3 separate regions of the Mus musculus genome follow, and all the other regions are linked to region 2. Evidence: chromatin contacts called from public HiChIP or PLAC-seq and Micro-C data. All regions are on one chromosome and are shown on one strand. The core of a region is the stretch at or near the end of the contact, and the rest is flanking DNA. Distances in the headings are between cores, read along the strand shown.

Evidence for each region. A called contact is a pair of places that touch in the nucleus more often than the background predicts. HiChIP or PLAC-seq counts read pairs in DNA pulled down with a chosen protein or histone mark.
Region 1: an H3K27ac HiChIP or PLAC-seq map of microglia shows a contact between it and region 2, with 8 times the contacts expected there. The contact joins the enhancer-like site here to the promoter of E230029C05Rik in region 2. A contact is called at or near these places in 2 of 484 Hi-C or Micro-C datasets (bone marrow-derived macrophages and embryonic fibroblasts), 7 of 115 datasets of contacts at active chromatin or transcription factors (CD8 T cells, embryonic stem cells, large pre-B cells and 2 more) and 3 of 9 other capture datasets (adipose tissue, liver and pancreatic islet).
Region 3: a contact with region 2 is called in a Micro-C map of muscle stem cells, with 4 times the contacts expected there. The contact joins the enhancer-like site here to the promoter of E230029C05Rik in region 2.

The regions. Positions count from the first base shown.
Region 1 is chr7:90,175,345-90,178,044 of GRCm38.p6, reverse strand. Picalm (phosphatidylinositol binding clathrin assembly protein) reads right to left here. Exons shown (of 20, transcript NM_001360867.1): 10 at 1,643-1,766; 11 at 1,250-1,386; 12 at 442-545. Among named protein-coding and RNA genes, the nearest start is that of Picalm, 46 kb to the right of the region's middle. Within about 2 kb of position 1,389, at least 2 of the 459 cell types and tissues checked have an H3K27ac peak or open chromatin away from gene starts, as enhancers often do. A contact at or near this core is called in microglia, where this site is marked.
Region 2 is chr7:90,027,827-90,030,526 of GRCm38.p6, reverse strand. It overlaps E230029C05Rik (RIKEN cDNA E230029C05 gene), which reads right to left and starts at 1,368. Exons shown (of 6, transcript NR_110365.1): 1 at 1,300-1,368.
Region 3 is chr7:90,279,769-90,282,468 of GRCm38.p6, reverse strand. No RefSeq gene overlaps it. Among named protein-coding and RNA genes, the nearest start is that of Ccdc83, 16 kb to the right of the region's middle. Within about 2 kb of position 1,363, at least 33 of the 459 cell types and tissues checked have an H3K27ac peak or open chromatin away from gene starts, as enhancers often do. A contact at or near this core is called in muscle stem cells, where this site is marked.

The DNA of each region.
Region 1 (2,700 bases), core at 140-2,639, 150 kb before region 2:
AAATAAATAAAAGTAAAATACAATTTAAAAAAATACAAGAATTACCATGTGATCTCTGGCCACACTATGCTTCACCGGTTGATAACAATGTGCGTTTTACTAGAGCCTTATCATATTGCCCACTATGAAATGTTTCCTACCGCAAACACAGTAACTACTGTACACTTAACATCCGCATTACAGGCGTGACCTCATCCGTAAGAAAGTGGCTCTTACTCTTATATTTAATTTCATCTTCATTAAACCTTATTCCATAATTAACTATGAATTTAGTATTTCACTTATCATAAATTTTCATCAGGAGATAAAAATCAGTTTACTGTCATTTTATTATTTCTCAAATTCCCATGCATCAAGTATAAGCAAAACCTCTACCAGAAAGAAAGCTGCTTACTGCAAGGGAAGCTGCCCACACAGTACCCAGAAGACAGTGACACTCACCTCCCCATGTACTCGCTCCCTGAGGAGCAGCCGACATGGCGTGGACAGACGGGTGAAAGGTTGGCTGCTGCAAGTCAAGCAGGTCATTTGGCAGCTTAGATGTGCTAGGGAAAGATTTTGAAAATCAATTTTATTTCTAGATGAAGTTTGCTATATTAGTTTGTCACCTGCCCCCCTCCACCTCAAAAAAATAACATAACATAAAATAAAAAATGTAAAAGTTTATTATGAATAAAATAAACTTAGGCCAAGTTAACTAGTTTACTTGTAATCAGTTTGCTGTTACGTGCATGATATGAATAACAAACCATAATCTCATGTGTATAGTCTATACATAAGTCATAAAAGGGCAAATTAAAAAAAAATTTTTTTTGAAAGTGAAAAGAGTCACTATAAGCCTAAAAAGAACAATTGTAGCCAGCTAACAGTGCCATGTTCCTCGTTTAACCTAATTCTAAAGAGGCCCAGAAAAATATTTGAGCATCACGTCTTAAATTTCTATTGAATTTGAGTCAACTTTTCTGGAAAGACTTAATAAGTACCCCTCAATAAAAATATCCATTTCATTATATTATATTCTAATTAATAATTAGCAATTTAGCCATATTCTAATTCCCAAGCATACAAAATATAACCCTAACCTTATTCATTTATATTTAGATAGTATACCAATTGTGTTATTTTACACCTTTAGTATTAATTTGTGAATACAAAATCATAAATCAAAGCAAACTCACAGAACCTATAAACATATAATTTGAAGACTATCTTACACTAAATACTCAGACATCCTTATTGCCTGTTGTACCTGTTAGAAGAACTAGGGGTAGAAAATATGTCAATGGCTGGTGCAGTCATTATTCCCCCTGCTGAGGTGGACACCGGAGAGGCTGCAGTTGTTAGAGAGGTATGCGGTTTCTTTGCAAGTTCTTTTAGACGCTGTTCCTGTTGAAAAAGGAACTAAGCATAAGGAATCGAAAACCAGATCTGTTTTGGTTCAGACTCTGAAAATGGACATCTTCTAAGTCTGCTTTAAAAGCTGAAGGGTACTCCCTGACTTTTCACCAAGCATCCCATGTAAGTATGAAAAATAAACTGAGTTTCAGCCTGTAGGACTACTAACACATTTAAAACCTAAGAGGTTCATTTATATAATGATCCCCTACTTGTTCTTCCAAACAAAATGCCCATACTTACTTACCTTTAATGCTTTTAAACGAGCCTGTTCTTCCTCTAATGCTGCCTGTTTTTCCCTTTCATCCACTTTGGTCAGAGATAGGCCAGTGCTTGCCAAAGAAGAGACTGCATTGGAAAGTGTTGTAGCCCTAGGATAAGGGGATAAAAGTAATTTGGCTTCATGCTAAGCACTTCATATCTAGAACATAAAATGAAGTGACCCTACTTTTGACAAACTAAAACAAGTATATGGACTTAAAATTAGTACTTCAGATAGACCCTTCTACTCAATGACCTAGAAAAGTCAACAATTTTAACAATGTGAACTAAAATGCAAATGTGTGGCTTTCGGAGTTAAATATCAGACTCTAGTAAAAGTGTACAGCACTGAACACACAGCTTCTCCCAAGACAAAGAAGCAACAGGAAAGAGACTTCACATTCCTAGAAGAGTCCTAATACAAAAACAACAACAAAACTGATTTAGTTTCTCAGAGTCAGCTCTTGACAGGTCTACCACACAAGCAAGCCTAGAAGAGGATGACTCATTGCTGGTGCTCAAGTTTTGGTGTGTTCGTGTGGTAGACCTGTCAAGAGCCAGGGTGTTAATTGGCATAGGAGCTGTCTACAATAACACTCACAAAACCTATTCCCCAATGGATGCCAGGTCCCTTGAAAAGGAATACTGACTTCCATTCAGTCATCAGTCTGTGTGGCACCCTCTTTCTATGTACTGGCTGCTATTTTGACAAGCCAGCATCCTCTTTTCAAACCTATTACACACGCACAGTTGATTACATCTCACATTCCCACTTTGTAAGCATTCATCCATACTAAGCCATGAACCAACATTAAATTCTAGGGGAAAGAACTGCACCTTGACTCAATGGAAGCCATGTAATTATGACAGAAATAAAGATGCTAACCACATCAAGATAAGTCCTAAGGCATGTGTCTAGATTGTTTTCATTACTGTCCTATAATGAACTAGTCAAACATTTGGTGACTATACTACTTCTAAGAACCTACTATAAAATAAAAATCTTGCACAAAGTATTATTTAACAACTCATTAGTGGACTTTC
Region 2 (2,700 bases), core at 119-2,618:
TGTATGTGTATACTCAGAACCTGCACTTAAATAATAGCCCAGCCAGGGACTGCTAATATGATCTCCCTAAGACCTGATTCCTCAAAGATAAAACAGGAATGAAAAATATTCGCCTCCCAGAGCCACTGTGGGGATTAACTGGGGAGAGTTCCTGGTACTGCCAGCATGTTGGCCACTTGCAGGCTGAGGCAGTTCACATAATCTGCGGGGTGGGGGATGATTCTCTTCCCCACTTTGGCGAGAGGTTTGATGAAGCGGCAGAGGAGTTACAGAAAGAAAATGTCTTCCAGGAAAGCAGAGTCCCAGAGGATGTGCCAAAAATGCAAGACTATTGTAGAGAAGGAGAAGCAGACAGAGGTTTCGTGAGCAATGAGACCCCCTCAACACCGTCCCCAGAGGTAGAACTGAGAGCCCCACTCCTGGGTTGAAGCGATGCTTTTCAATCCTACGAGACTGATTACAAAAACAGCTGCCCCGGCTCCAGGAAGGTTGTCTCTGCTCTTTATAAGGAAAAGATGACGTGCCCAGATGCTGGCCAGGGCAGGCCCCCTTTTCCATCAGGATCTCGGAAAGGTTGAGAACGGAATGTCCACTAAGCAGACATTGTCACACGCTGTCCCTACAACATCTGAGATATGTGCAGGACAGAAGATTGAGGGGCACGGGTGGGGAGCAGCTCCCTGCCCTGTCTGAATAATAAACACAATATCTGAGGGGAATGTGCCACAGGCTGAAGAAATTTAATAAAGGCCAGATCCAGACATAAACACACTGTGTGGCTTGCAACAGACAGTGAAGTGTGTGCCGTGTGAATTGAGTTCTCCTTTCCGAGAGTCCTTGATATAATTTAGGAGCCGCTTCTTGCCAATAAGCCATGATGCTCCCTGCCACTCTGGCCGTCTGCGTAAATTCTGATCATTTGCTCCTGACCCAGCTATCTACTGAGTACTTCACATCCCAGGCATTGGAGGGAGACGTGGACTCTCTGGTCTCATTCTAAGAAAGGAGAGGAAGTTGCTTTGTAAAAACCCAGGCTCTTCCTTTTGCACATCATTTGTGGGAAAGGGTATCTGCCTCTCTTAGCTGCATATGGAGAAAATAATTTCATGCAGAGAAGCTTGGTTCTGGCGTTTGCCAAGCGCCTCATCCATCTGGGGGCAAGCCCAAGACTGCAAGCCGCGCGGAGCAGCAGAACACGTTGCTATGGTAACTTGGCACCACACACCTTTGATCCTTTATGTCAGCCTCCTTCCCAGTCCCCCAACCCAAACCTGCACATTCCCTTTATAAGCAGCATACCTTCTCAGAAGATGGACAGCTTTTCTTCATTCTTACACAGCCAGTTATAAAGACATGTTATAAGGCACTTGGACAAAGGGGTAGTGCTTCCTTTTAAAGGTCAAGGCTCGGCTGGTTTTACTTCCTGATACACAGCCGTGACTGAGACCCATGTTAGCTTATCTTCTATAGAAGACTTAACTTTCAAATCCCTTTCATACATTAGTGGACTTTATCACCATGCTGTTTTAACCTCAGGCTTAAACAACCCTAAAAGACAAGAAAATGAGCCCATTAAACATTCTGTGCCCAGAAGCACCCATGTAAGGTAGAGCTAATTTTCCTGCTTTGCAAATGGGAAAATAGTATGAAACGGTCAGTGAGCAGTGGCAAGAGGAACGGTGAACGGGTGAGATGGGTCCGTGGATAAAGGTGCTTGCTAAGCCTAATGACCTGAGTTTGATGCTTGGGACCTGCATCATGAACTTCTGAACTTTGTTCTCTGACCTCAACAGGCATGCTATGGCATGCATGCACCTTTGCATACAAATAAATATAAAAATATTTCTTTTGAAAAAGATGAGGAAGCCGGGCGTGGTGGCGCACGCCTTTAATCCCAGCACTCGGGAGGCAGAGGCAGGTGAATCTCTTGAGTTCGAGGCCAGCCTGGTCTACAAAGTGAGTTCCAGGACAGCCAGGGCTATACAGAGAAACCCTGTCTCGAAAAACCAAAAAAAAAAAAAAAAAAAAAGAAAAAGAAAAAGATGAGGAACGGAACCAGGTTTCTGAACTCCAAATTTTATGCACTGCTCTTATATCTCACCTGATGTTCAGTCGCTTTCAGCCTTCATTATTTTACAAATAATAATAATAATAACAATAACAACAATAATAATACAGATGCATTCAAAGCAACAGCCAGGTTGTGTTTTTCTTTCTTCCTTTCTTTCTTCCTTTCTTTTCTGTCTGTGTGTATGTCTGTCTGTCTTTCTTTTTGGTTTGTGAGACAGGGTTTCTCTGTGTAGCCCTGGCTGTCCTAGAACTTGCTTTGTAGACTAGACTAGTCTCAAACTCACAGAGATCTGCCTGACCCTGTACCCCGCATGCTTTGGTTTCTTAAAAATAGCTTTATCAGCCAGGCTTGGTGGCACAAACTCCAGCACCAAGAAAGAAGAGGGCATCTACCCATTGAGCCAGCACTGCTGGGACATGTTGGTAATCCCAGCACTAGGGAGACAGGCAAGAGGATCTCCAAAATTTCCATGTCAGCATGAGTGACATAGTGAGTTTGAGGCAAGCCTGGGTGACTTAGCAAGCCTCTGGCTCAAAAAAAAAAAAAAAAAAAAAAAAAAAATATATATATATATATATATACATATATGTGTGTGTGTGTGTGTGTGTGTGTGTGTGTGTGTATTTTAC
Region 3 (2,700 bases), core at 114-2,613, 250 kb before region 2:
TCCTGTGTGCCCCACCCCTGTCTACATGTGACTTGCGTGTAGGCCCTCTCTCCCCTGCTTGCATAGAAGGAGGGTCATGAATACGGACACAGGGAGAAGCCAGTCATGCACAAGTCAGGAAAAGAGCCCTCAGCAAGCATGACCTTGAGTGTACGCAGATCTGGACTCCCAGCCTCCGGCACTGGGAGAACCTTACAATTCTATTGTTTAACTGTGGTAATACTAGCACACCAATACACTTCTCACATCATCCTTAGGACAGCCTTTTAAAAAAAAAAAAGATGGAAGAGCAGGTAAATCATATGTCTCTTGACACTGCTTGCAATCACATTAAATTCTGATGATGCAAGGGCCTCACCGAAGTCGTTCCAAGCCCACTATTCCACGTTGGTGGGACACATTCCAATGGCTAACCCTCCCTCAGAGCAAACCTCTGGCGGTTTGTAGGACCAGGTGTGGATCGGGTAAATGACATGCAACAGTTTTTCCCCTTCATTCTCTGCTAGCTCATAACAATCGGGGCTCTTGTGTAACTGGTCTGTCTAAACCAGGGGCTTAACCTCAGAGCAGCTGCTGTGGAAAACTGCCCTGTGCATTGTGGGATATTTATGAGAATGCCCGCTTCCCCCTGCTCAGTCATGACAGTGTTCAACATCTATAGATATTGCCACATGGGCACTAGGAGACAAAAGTCACTCTGGTTGGGAAGTATTGGTTTAAGCCTTAGAGGTCATGGCCCCATACTTATGGAAGCCTGCCAACTTCTAACAACCACCTGGAGAGGGGAGTTATGCAAATGAAAAGTAATCGAGCATTTCTTCTCAAATGCGGTCAGTCAGTGGGACAGAATTTGTGAAGAAAGGTGGACGTAGGGTGGTAGGAAGGAAGGTACTGTTTGGGGATATAAATGTTCTATGTGCCATACACAACTATTTCCTTTGGAAGATACATGGTGAAGATTTCTTCACACATATAATAATCATGAATTTTGACACATGTAAAAAACCATGAATTCCAGGACAGTCTGGGCTATGTAGAGATATCCCTGTCTCAAAAGAAAAAAAAGGACATAAACATTTTATAATCCACTCACTAACGTGGCTCCTGCCCACTAGACTGGTTAGTTTAGTGGGTCCTGCCCCTGACCAGTCTAGTGACTCCATATCAAAACTGTCACACACAGGCCAGAAGTTTGTTAGCCACGTTGGCTCTGCACTCTTTCCTCCCGTCTTGCCTCCCAGCCTCCAGTCCTCACCCCAAACCCAATCTTTCCTCATTGGTCTTTCTTGGTCTTGCTTTGGGCTGAGAAAGCCCTGGTGCTCACAGAAGGAGGCTAATCTCTCTGACACCAGCCTCATCCGCCCCACCTGTTCTTGGTTATACAGCCAGACAGCTGAAAGCCTCTCTAACGGCACTGGCTGAGCCTGCTTGCCTTTATAGATCGTTTTCTCGAACTCAAGCACAACGTGGTGATTGCTCTTAGGCTTGCAGAAAAATACAAAATTACTAAAGAGGCTGCCCAGTCTCCCTCAGTCAGCTCTCCCCCTGTGCTGTCCCCTCTATTACCGTACTTTAGACCCAAAGAACTTACCCTTGTGTGGCCTTCCTTGCCTACTTTCAGTAGCACAGGCTACCTGGCTAGTTGGAAGGTTTTTGATTTTGTTTCGTTCTAGTTGATGGAAATCACCTGTATGCAACAGACTTCAACTGCTTGTCTCCAGGAGCCTTTGTCGCCCTCGGGATATGACAGCAGAGAGCAGTAGCTGAGCTGGGGGAGTAGTAGGAAGTGGCGCCCTCTACTGTTAGTCTCTGTGGGGGCTTTGGTTATCTCCTTAGCCCTTAGCAGTGGCCAGTGTTACAAAATCTCAGCCCAGGGTCTTAAGACCTTGTGCCTAGAAGACTGGACAGGCCTGTGGGATTTTTCATGTTCCCTTTCCTGGCTCCTTTTATCAACTCTCCTCTGTTGTCACGGTCCCTACCCTTCCTGCTCTGGGCACTCTCAAACTGCTCAGCACCTCTTTCAAGCCACCGGGCCATGCTCTGATCACTTCCGCAGCTCAGTGGCTGCCAGCCCGATGCTCACGGTATAACTCAGGGTTCATTTCCAGACATATCATGCCGGCCGGGTTGTCCAATGATACTCAAGATGCAGTGGGCTGCTCAGCAACTGTGCTCCAAGGACATTTGGGGTCATTCAGGCATGAGGGGGTCTTTGGCAGTCTACTTCTGGCTTGATTTGAGTTAATAGTGGCACCAGACATTGAGGGACCAGTAGGCAGTGCCAGACACGCCGGCACACTCTGATTCGTCTGTAATCTCAGCACCTGGAGGTAGAGGTAGAAGGATACAGAGTTCCAGTTTAGGCCAGATGGTTGTGGCACACAGCTTTAATCCCAGCACTCAGGAGGCAGAAGCAGGGAGATCTCTGTGAGTTCGAGGCCAACCTGGTCTATAGGGCGAGTTCCAGGGGAGCCAGGTCTACATGAGCAGGGGCAGTGTATATGTATATAATCTCTGTGTGTGTGTGTGTGTGTGTGTGTGTGTGTGAATACAAAATGTCACAATGAAACCCATTATTTTAATATACTAACCAAAAATGAGTAATTTTACACACAGCTGTCATAAGACCAGGAACACTACAGAAGGGAGAAGCCGGTTCTGAGCGTTGTGGTGGGCTCCCTCATCCCCCAACCCCCGCCC